Linked DNA regions of Sus scrofa: region 1 is linked to region 2. A link is a contact called in public Hi-C data. All regions are on one chromosome and are shown on one strand. Each heading gives the region's core, a stretch centred on a gene start, on an enhancer-like site or on the middle of the called end of the contact. The rest is flanking DNA. Distances are from core to core; before and after follow the strand shown.

Region 1 (4,273 bases), core at 41-2,540, 120 kb after region 2:
CAATGGCCATGTCATACTGTTATTATTACCATTAATTAGTTACTCTTAATTAGCATGTCTTCAGGAGATCTCAGTCTTAGACAGCTATTGGACAAAGAGAGTGCCATTATTGAAGCATATAAGAGACGTTGTGGGGAGTTCCCATCGTGGCTCAGCTGTCAATGAACCCGACTAGGAACCATGAGGTTTGCGGATTCAATCCCTGGCCTCACTCAGGGGGTTAAGGATCTGGCATTGCTGTGGCTGTGGCGTAGGCCGGTGGCTACAGCTCCAATGTGACCCCCTAGCCTGAGAACCTCCATATGCCACGGGTGTGGCCCTAAAAAGCAAAAAAAAAAAAAAAAGAAGTTGTTTTAATGCTGGAGAATTCATAGAAAGACTAGAAGGAGGGAAAAAGCACAGAACGAAAACTGAAATGCTTACATGATTCAACTATTGAAAATAGTGGCAGACCTTGTCCAAGCACCAGAAAGCCTCATTACCCACTATCACCTGTAAATATAGCACTTTTCTTGGTCTGAGTACTCTACGTGGCTTCACAACTCCCTATGACAGCCAGAGCAGGTAGTCATTCCTAATTTACTGATGGGGAAACAGCTTCAGGGAGTGTTTGGGATTCTTCAAGTCTAAGTGGCTAATTACCCTTAATAAAGATTGCTCGTGTTTCCTGAGCAATGACTCTACGCGGGGTCCCATGCTGTGCGCCACATGTATTATAATTTAGCAACAATCTTCTGATGGGTCTTATTATTTTGTCTATTTCAAAGATGAGCACAATGAGACGGAAAAGAGGGTGAATAACTGGCCCTAAGACATGCAGCTGCGGGCGCCCGCTAACTGCTATTCGTAACCACATCTTGGTGATACTGATGGGGCTCATGGCCAAACGGAGGGGTCTGGCCAGTCTCCCATTTAGAACTCTGCTGTACAGGGCACCCCAGGAGACTTAAATCCAGAGGGATGCAGTCCTCGCCTTCACAGAATCACGGGCAGTGGGACACAGGGGGATAGCAGGGGATTTGAAGTGGGACAGACCTGGGTAATCCCAGGCTCGATGCTCCCTGAACACTCAGGCATCTTTAATTAGCCTCTGAGAGCTTTGGTTTCCTGCTTGTAGGGCTGGGCTGAGGGGTCTAGTTAAGGTTGACATAAAGCACGCAAGAGCAAGATCTCACTACAGCTCAGCCAAGGAGCAGAGAGACAGGCAAAACCAGCAGTATTAGGCAACACTTAAAAAGTGTCAAATGTGATGTTCCCCCGTAGGCATGCGAAGAATTTACTGGGGCAGGCTGGGCTGGGCCCATCCAGGCGGGATCTGAGAGAGGGCAGGAACTCAGGCTCCTCTTTGATTGGGGGCAAATGGAGCCCATGGGAAATTCACGCGGAAACTCGAAAGAGCTGAGGGCCCCTGATTTGAGGCAGCACCCTTACCTCGACTCCTCAGGGCCAGGTCCTCTCCTCTCTCCACCTCCTGGAAGAGCTGGGCAGTGTCCAGGAGGGATGCTGCGGGGGAAGCTGCAGAGGCGGGGGAGGGCACGGTGGGTTCGGGGGACTCAGGGTGCTTTGCAGGAGCTGGAGGGCGGGATTGGAGGTGGGGCATTGTAGGAGGGGCGGCTGGGCGGAGGTGTGGCCAGGGCGGGTCAGGAAGGGCCTTGGGTTCCCAGCACTGCTGAGGGCGTGCCAGGGTTAACCACCACGGGGAGGCAGTGGGGGAACCTCCCAGGAAATGGTGATCCATGGCGGCAAATGCCACAGAGCCTCAAAATAATCTAACCCGAGATCAACACCGGATATGGGAATTGCCACGAGGGTGGTGATGCTCGGGTGGGTGACAACAGTCGGGAGCAGAACACGGACGCTGAGCCGGGACCTCCTGACCGGTTTTCCATAGTAGTGAACCTGCCTGCCTGCCTGCCTGCCCTGAGAATAAGCAACCTGATACCAGCTTCGGCTGAGGGTCCACATGAAACCGAGGGGGACGGACCCTAGACAGGGGTTACTGACGCATCTTTGTGCCATCCCCAAATTCTTTTTTTTCTTTTTTTTTTGTGGGGGTGGGGGGAGAGGGGGGTGGCGAGAAGCCTTTGAAAGTTCTCAGGTCAGGGACCAAACCCATGCCAGAGCAGCAACCCAAATAGGTGCAGTGACAACGTGGGATCTTTAACCCCTCTGCACCACAAGAGAACTCCATCTCTTTTTTTTTTTTTTTTGTCTTTTTCTGGAGCTGCACCCATGGCATATGGAGGTTCCCAGTCTAGTGGATCTAATCGAACTGTAGCCGCCAGCCTACTTACACCAGAGCCACAGCAGTGCAGGATCAGAGCCCCGTCTGTGACCTAAACCGCAGCTCATGGCAACGCTGGGTCCTTAACCCACTGAACAAGGCCAGGGATCGAACCCACAACCTCATGGTTCCTGGTCAGATTCGCTTCCGCTGCGCCACAACGGAAACTCTGATCCCCAAATTCTTGGGGAAAAAAAAAATTCCTAACACCTAAGGGGATGGTATTAGGAGGCAGGGCCTTTGGAAGTTAATTAAGTCATGAGGGTGGAGCCCATGTGAGGCAGTAGTTCTCTTAGAAGACACGGTGCAGTGAGATAGCTTCTACCGCTCTGCTCCCCATCACGTGAGGCCGAGGGAGAAGAGGGCTGACTACGGGATCCGGGATCCAGGAGGGTTCTTGCCAGGCACCGGGTCCACCAGCACCTTGACCTTGGGCTTCCAGCCTCTAGAACTGTGAGAAATGGCTGTTCGCTGTTCAAGCCATCCAGTCTCTGGCATCTCTTATGGCAGCTCCACTGGGCGAAGACACCAGGCTTGGTAGACACGGCACAGGATGGCTACCGAGAGGCCATCACGAGTATGAATACATCCCTGTGTTTTCTGGCAAGCCCCAGGCCTTGGCAATGAAGATAAATAACTTGAAATCTAGATTTTCTTCAAGTTTGGTAATGCAGAGGAGGTCAAAGTTTTGAAAGATGTTTTCCTCCCACTGCATTCCAGCTTCTCAGTAAAATGGCCCAACTCATGGCAGTTGAGAAGCTCTTGTCCTCAAACCTCGAATCCTCAGCCTTGCCTAAATGATGAGACCCTTGCTGCCGGGTCACAAAATTGAGCACCAGCTAGACCAGCTCCAGCTCTATTATGAGATTTTTGTTTGTTTGTTTTTTATCTTTTTGTCTTTTTAGGGCCACACTCGCAGCACATGGAGGTTCCCAGGCTAGGGGTCTCATCGGAGCTATAGCTGCTGGCCTATGCCAGAGCCACAGCAACGCTAGATCTGAGCCGTGTCTGCAACCTCCACCACAGCTCACAGCAAAGCCGGATCCTTAACCCACTGAGCAAGGCCAGGGATCGAACCCGAAACCTCATGGTTCCTAGTCAGATTCGTTTCCGCTGTGCCACGATGGGAACTCCTATTATGAGTTTTTTAAAATTTCTTTTTAATTTTTGGCCATGCCCATGGCATGTGGAAGCTTTTGGGCCAGGGATCCAATCCTTGCCATGGCATGACAATGCCAGATCCTTAACCACTAGGCCACTGGGGAACTCCTTATATACATTTTTTTTTTCAGTTGACTTGGTCAGTAGGGTTGGGATTATTGGGCAAACAGTCCTGGAATATTGCTGCTGTTTGATGCATTTTCTTCCCTCTACTCCACCAACCTACATGATAAAAGTACATCCCCAGGGCTTTGGTTTGATTCTGTTTTGGTCTTTGGAAGCTGGGTCAGCAGTTTTTCAAATGGCACAGGCATTTAAAGGGAGCAGGGGAACAACAAATGAAACACAGTGTGGAGGCCATTACGAATAAAGATGCTTTATTCACTGAGTTGGGAGGACAACAGTAACGTAGGACAGCGGCAGAGGGGCAGCAGGTGCTGCTTTCAACAGGAGCGTGGAGCAGGTTGGGCACGTTAAGCACAGCATCCAGGGCCCAGGGCCACCCGCCTCTGCACACTGGTACGTGGCACTCGGGACCCTGACAAACACCCACTCACTTTCATGGGGGACACGATACATCTTTTAAACAGCATTTCTTCCAAACATTGGCTTTCGTGTTTCTGGAAGGGATGGGGTGGGGGCGGGGGAGGCAGGAAGAAGAGTATGCCTTCAAAAATTCCATTAAACCCAACTTAAAAATGAAAGAACTGCAAGAGCTTCGATGCAGGGCTGTTGGCAACTTCCAGAAACCACATACGTTTATTACTGAACGAGTCTGTACAAAACACTCCCAAAGAACACAAGTCCCGTGGATGTTCGTCGTCTTGT
Region 2 (4,365 bases), core at 769-3,268:
ATTTCATCTGCGCAGCACACGGCATGCTTGGGGCCTCACTGGCCAGATGGCACTTTCCGCATTTTGTACCTCAGAGAGCAGATTCTGTTCCAGTGGCTCGGCTGGCTGCCACATCTGCTCACCCCTCCCCGCCCTGCCCTAGGACCACTTCTCCCGGAGTTAGTTTGCTGATCCAAGAAGCAGAAGTGCCACCTCTGCCCTGCTTCTTCTAGGGTGTGCTGGGACCCAGCGAGGGCTCCATGGGCAAATGCTGCCTCAGCAGAAGGAAAGCGGAAGCCAGCAAAGGCGCCGGCTCTGCCTTAAGGAGCTGAGAGTGTCTAACCAGAGCTGGACGCTGTGGCTGTCCCCGGGCCAGACGCCTGGCTCAGCTCCTGCGGGGCCCGCCTGAGGGCTGCTCCCTGGCCCTGATCTTTTTGCTACACAGAACAGGTTAACCAGCTCTTTTATCTAGACAAGTCCCCCAAGCCAGGTGGCTGGCACAGCCCCAGCATACATAAGATGACTTCGTGGCACGTCGGTTTCGACACTGATGGCCCTCCCAGCTGCCACGCTGCTCAGCTGCCCACCAGGGCCCCTTCTGGGCCTGGGTCTGGAAGCAAGGCTGGGCGTGGGAGGGTGCAAAGCGGGAGGTCCCTGAATACTCACAGCAGAGAGGTTTTGGCAGCGCTTACAATACAGGAAACCCTATCGGCATCCACATAGTCGTAGGTAAATTCTTCCGGGTCTGTCTTGGAACCTGACTCCGAGAGCAGGAGGCCTAGCCAGTGGCCCATTTCCTCGGAAGTCTTGGCCTGGGAGGAGGCCGAGAAGGACATAAGCGGGGCTGACCGTGCAGCCTGGGGCCCAGCCTCTCCCCACCCCCACCCTACGCAAGGCCTCTGACTGTGTGGCCCTGGGCCAAGCTCCTCATTTTCACAAGCACGTCCCATCCTCCGGGGACCCGAAATAGTATTTCCTGCTACTAGTGACACCCTAGAGTCACCTCAATGATGCTGTGGACATTTGTGCCAAGTATCACACGTGATGCTAATATACATCTATTTCCAGAAGGCTAATGATCCCGGAGAGGCCTGGTAACGGTGTATTTTGGGTGACACCTCTCTTTTGTGAATGATCACATTTCAATTTCAACAGCTCTAATTCATGCATGTAATACTACCGGATCCCTGCTAAGAAATATCAAAACGCGAATTTATTTTTGTTTACGGTTTCAGTATACACCTGACACCAGGTCAAATCGTTCGGACAAATCAGGAACTAAATCCCCGTGACGTTGGTGCCTATATTTTCCCAGGAGACAATACAGCATTCTCATCAAGCATACCTGCTGGGTAGTTCTATTTAAATGCCAAGATTGATTCTTGGCTTGATAATGAGAAAGCCCTGGAAATTCTATGAATATTACGGGTTTCCTTTCATGAGGAAAAACAGCTACTGGCTGGCATTGCTCAGTACAGCTCTGCCACCCCTTTGCCCTGTTTTCGTGATTGGAGGGGGTAGCTGAAAGCGGATTTCGACATTAATTGCTTTCCTTTTCCTACTCATTTTCAAGTGGATTTCTCAACACAGCTTTTCCTTGGACGGCCTGTAGTTCCTGCTGCAACCATCCCTGCCCTGGGCAATGGTAACAGCTTCTCATTTTATCCCTTCCTACCCCCCCCCCGCCCCCGGCAGCTGGAAGAAGTGTCTGGGAAGCCAAATCTGAACAGGCCACCTTCCCTTGAACCCCTTCAGGGTCTCTCTCCCCTCTTAGGATCAACCTTGCTTTCCTCCCCACCTCCCCTGCCCCACACAAGCTCTCCCTACTTAGCTCCCACCTGCCCAGCACGTGGACTTCCATACATATCACAGCACCTGCCCCACTGCTCTCTGGCAACTGGCCTTAAGTAATCGATGGGCAACATCTCACTCTTGTACTAGGAATGTAAGTTCCACTTCTTCACCATATTATTGTACTGAGTAGGTATCTGTCAATAGGATGGATGGATGAAGAGGGATGTGGATCTTTTAGCCACCAGAGGGCAGCATTGGCGCAAAATCTGGAGGAAGACCCCGGGATACAGGGCTAGGTGCACAGGAGTGGACTGGGGTGTGTTCTTAAACGCCTGTAAAGCCTTCTGCTGGGGACTGCCCAGCTCATTGCAAGGTATTATGTCACCTCTTATTTTTATAAATGGAACATAACATCAAGCAGGGTGGGGAGTGGGATTACTGTCATTGTATCACCAACCCTATTCTCCCCCAAGATAAGCCCTTACTGGTTGGCATTTTAATGTACTGGGCCCCATCTGGTGATACACAAACAAAATCACAAACCCGCTTTGAATCCCCAGAAAGTTTTTCCAGCAGCTCAGGGAGTTATAAATACTCCTCTTGCCCTAAGTGCAGGAAATAGCTCATTGTCCCGGTCCTATAACTCCACCACCCTGAGGTCAGAAAGGGAATGGAATTTTTTTTTTTTTTAAATGCAAACAATCTCAGGCAAAGGAAGTACAAATAAAGCCGCTGGGTGGACTCTCCCGTTGTGGGGCTGTGGTCCTCAGGACCTGCGGCAAGGGCCGTGACCTTGCCCCTGGGCCCTGCCCCTCCCCCACGGGCCAGCACTACCTCGAGCTTGGCCAGCTCCTCGCCGTTGTGGAGGATGCGGAAGGAGTAGAGGTGGTCCGGGCTCGGGTCTGGGACCACCTCACAGCCCACCAGGCTGAGGGGCTGCTGGGCCGCCTTGCTCCGGTTCCGGTCCTGGTAGAAGTACAGGTGACTGTCCCTGACGGAGCACCAGCGCGACTTCCACTGGCTGTTCACCAGCACGTTCAGGTAACCTGCGGGGAGGGATGCAGCTGAGGGCGCTGGGTGGCGGGGGGCGGCCAGGGATGCCTCCAGCCCCCTGAGAGGCTCCTCCAGAATCTCAGTTCTAAGACTTGCCAGGCTTGGAGTTCCCGTCGTGGCGCAGTGGTTAACGAATCCGACTAGGAACCATGAGGTCGCGGGTTCCATCCCTGGCCTTGCTCAGTGGGTTAGGGATCCGGTGTTGCCATGATCTGTGGTGTAGGTTACAGATGTGGCTCAGATCCCGAGTTGCTGTGGCTCTGGTGTAGGCTGGCGGCTACAGCTCCGATTCGACCCCTAGCCTGGGAACTCCACATGCTGCGGAAGCAGCCCAAGAAATGGCAAAAAGATAAAAAAAAAAAAAAAAAAAAAAAAAGACTTGCCAGGCTTTGCCCGAGAATAGTTCCAACCTTGCGGAGGCTGTGAATCGGACTTTCTCCCTCCTTTGCATTAGCAGCTTAAACCTTTTGAAGGTGGGCAGCACAGCACTACTGGTTTTTGGAAAGTGTCCAGAAGCAAGTGAGTTGGGTCTTAGACTAGAGGAGGCCGTGTGTGTGTTTGTGTGTGCGCGCTGTGTGTGTTGGCGTGCATGCATGTGCAAGTGGAGACTCCTTCACACACACCCCCTGCCTCCCTGCCTCATCTCCAGGCTCGAAGGCCTGTCCTCCTCCCTGCCTCTGCCGGCGGCTCAGGCCCCGCACAGGAAGCTCGCCCCAGCCACATGTCCTAGCTGCAGGTGCAACCCCCCCACCTCTGCAGACTCAGTTTCCTCAGCTGCTCTGACAACCTTGCCATCCCTGGGCCACTCAATCTCAGCCTGCAAAGTCCTCCTCCCCTCAGCCAGCTCCTCCTCCTCCTCCCAGAGGTGGCCGGCCTTGGCCCTCCCAGCTCTACTGCCTTCAGAACCCTTGAGTCCTCAAACAGTGACACTCTGCTCCCAAGTAAGCCTCCCAAGCAGACACAGAGCCTGTCAAGGCCAGGAACTGGGCACATTCGTCTCCAGTGCCCAGATCTGTGCCCTGTGGTCTTTCCACCAGGGACTGCTTCTTTCTCTGCCAGTGCCGGTGGGGGCACCCCTCACGCCATCCTTTCTTGTTTTTAAATGGTTGCATGTGTTGGGTTCAGACGATAAGCCTTTCCCTCCCCCATGATGTTATGGAGCTCACATCATGTGCCAGGCACAGCCTTGTCCCAGGTGCTACAAAGATGAAGGGTCTTTCAGCCCCTCTGCAGGGGGCCGACAGCTCTCTGCGCTGCTCACCTTCCCAGAGGCACAGGCTGACAAAGAGGTTATGCCTTCTCCATCCTTAGGGATCAGCAGCTGCTCTCACCTTAGCTGGGATGAACTGGGCCCAGGCAGCAGCGTCAAGGTGGATGGCCACCTTGGCACCCAGCCCACTGCGAGACACACAGTGGAGACCAGGAATTTCTCAGAGCCATGTGACTGTCACATCACAATAGTAAGATGGGGAGTTCCCGTCGTGGCTCAGTATTGACGAATCTGACTAGGAACCATGAGGTTGTGGGTTTGATCCCTGG

The links. A called contact is a pair of places that touch in the nucleus more often than the background predicts.
Region 1: a contact with region 2 is called in a Hi-C map of fetal skeletal muscle, with 2.3 times the contacts expected there. The contact joins two enhancer-like sites. A contact is called at or near these places in 1 of 5 promoter capture datasets (fetal skeletal muscle), 27 of 47 Hi-C or Micro-C datasets (adipose tissue, alveolar macrophages, brain and 16 more) and 1 of 2 datasets of contacts at active chromatin or transcription factors (skeletal muscle).

What each region holds. Positions count from the first base shown.
Region 1 is chr14:124,756,006-124,760,278 of Sscrofa11.1, forward strand. It overlaps a transcript of ABLIM1 not described here. Among named protein-coding and RNA genes, the nearest start is that of AFAP1L2, 21 kb to the left of the region's middle. Within about 2 kb of position 1,291, at least 32 of the 83 cell types and tissues checked have an H3K27ac peak or open chromatin away from gene starts, as enhancers often do. A contact at or near this core is called in adipose tissue and fetal skeletal muscle, where this site is marked.
Region 2 is chr14:124,638,768-124,643,132 of Sscrofa11.1, forward strand. It overlaps AFAP1L2 (actin filament-associated protein 1-like 2), which reads right to left. Exons shown (of 25, transcript XM_013983751.2): 14 at 2,608-2,819; 15 at 646-791. Among named protein-coding and RNA genes, the nearest start is that of VWA2, 64 kb to the left of the region's middle. Within about 2 kb of position 2,019, at least 21 of the 83 cell types and tissues checked have an H3K27ac peak or open chromatin away from gene starts, as enhancers often do. A contact at or near this core is called in adipose tissue and fetal skeletal muscle, where this site is marked.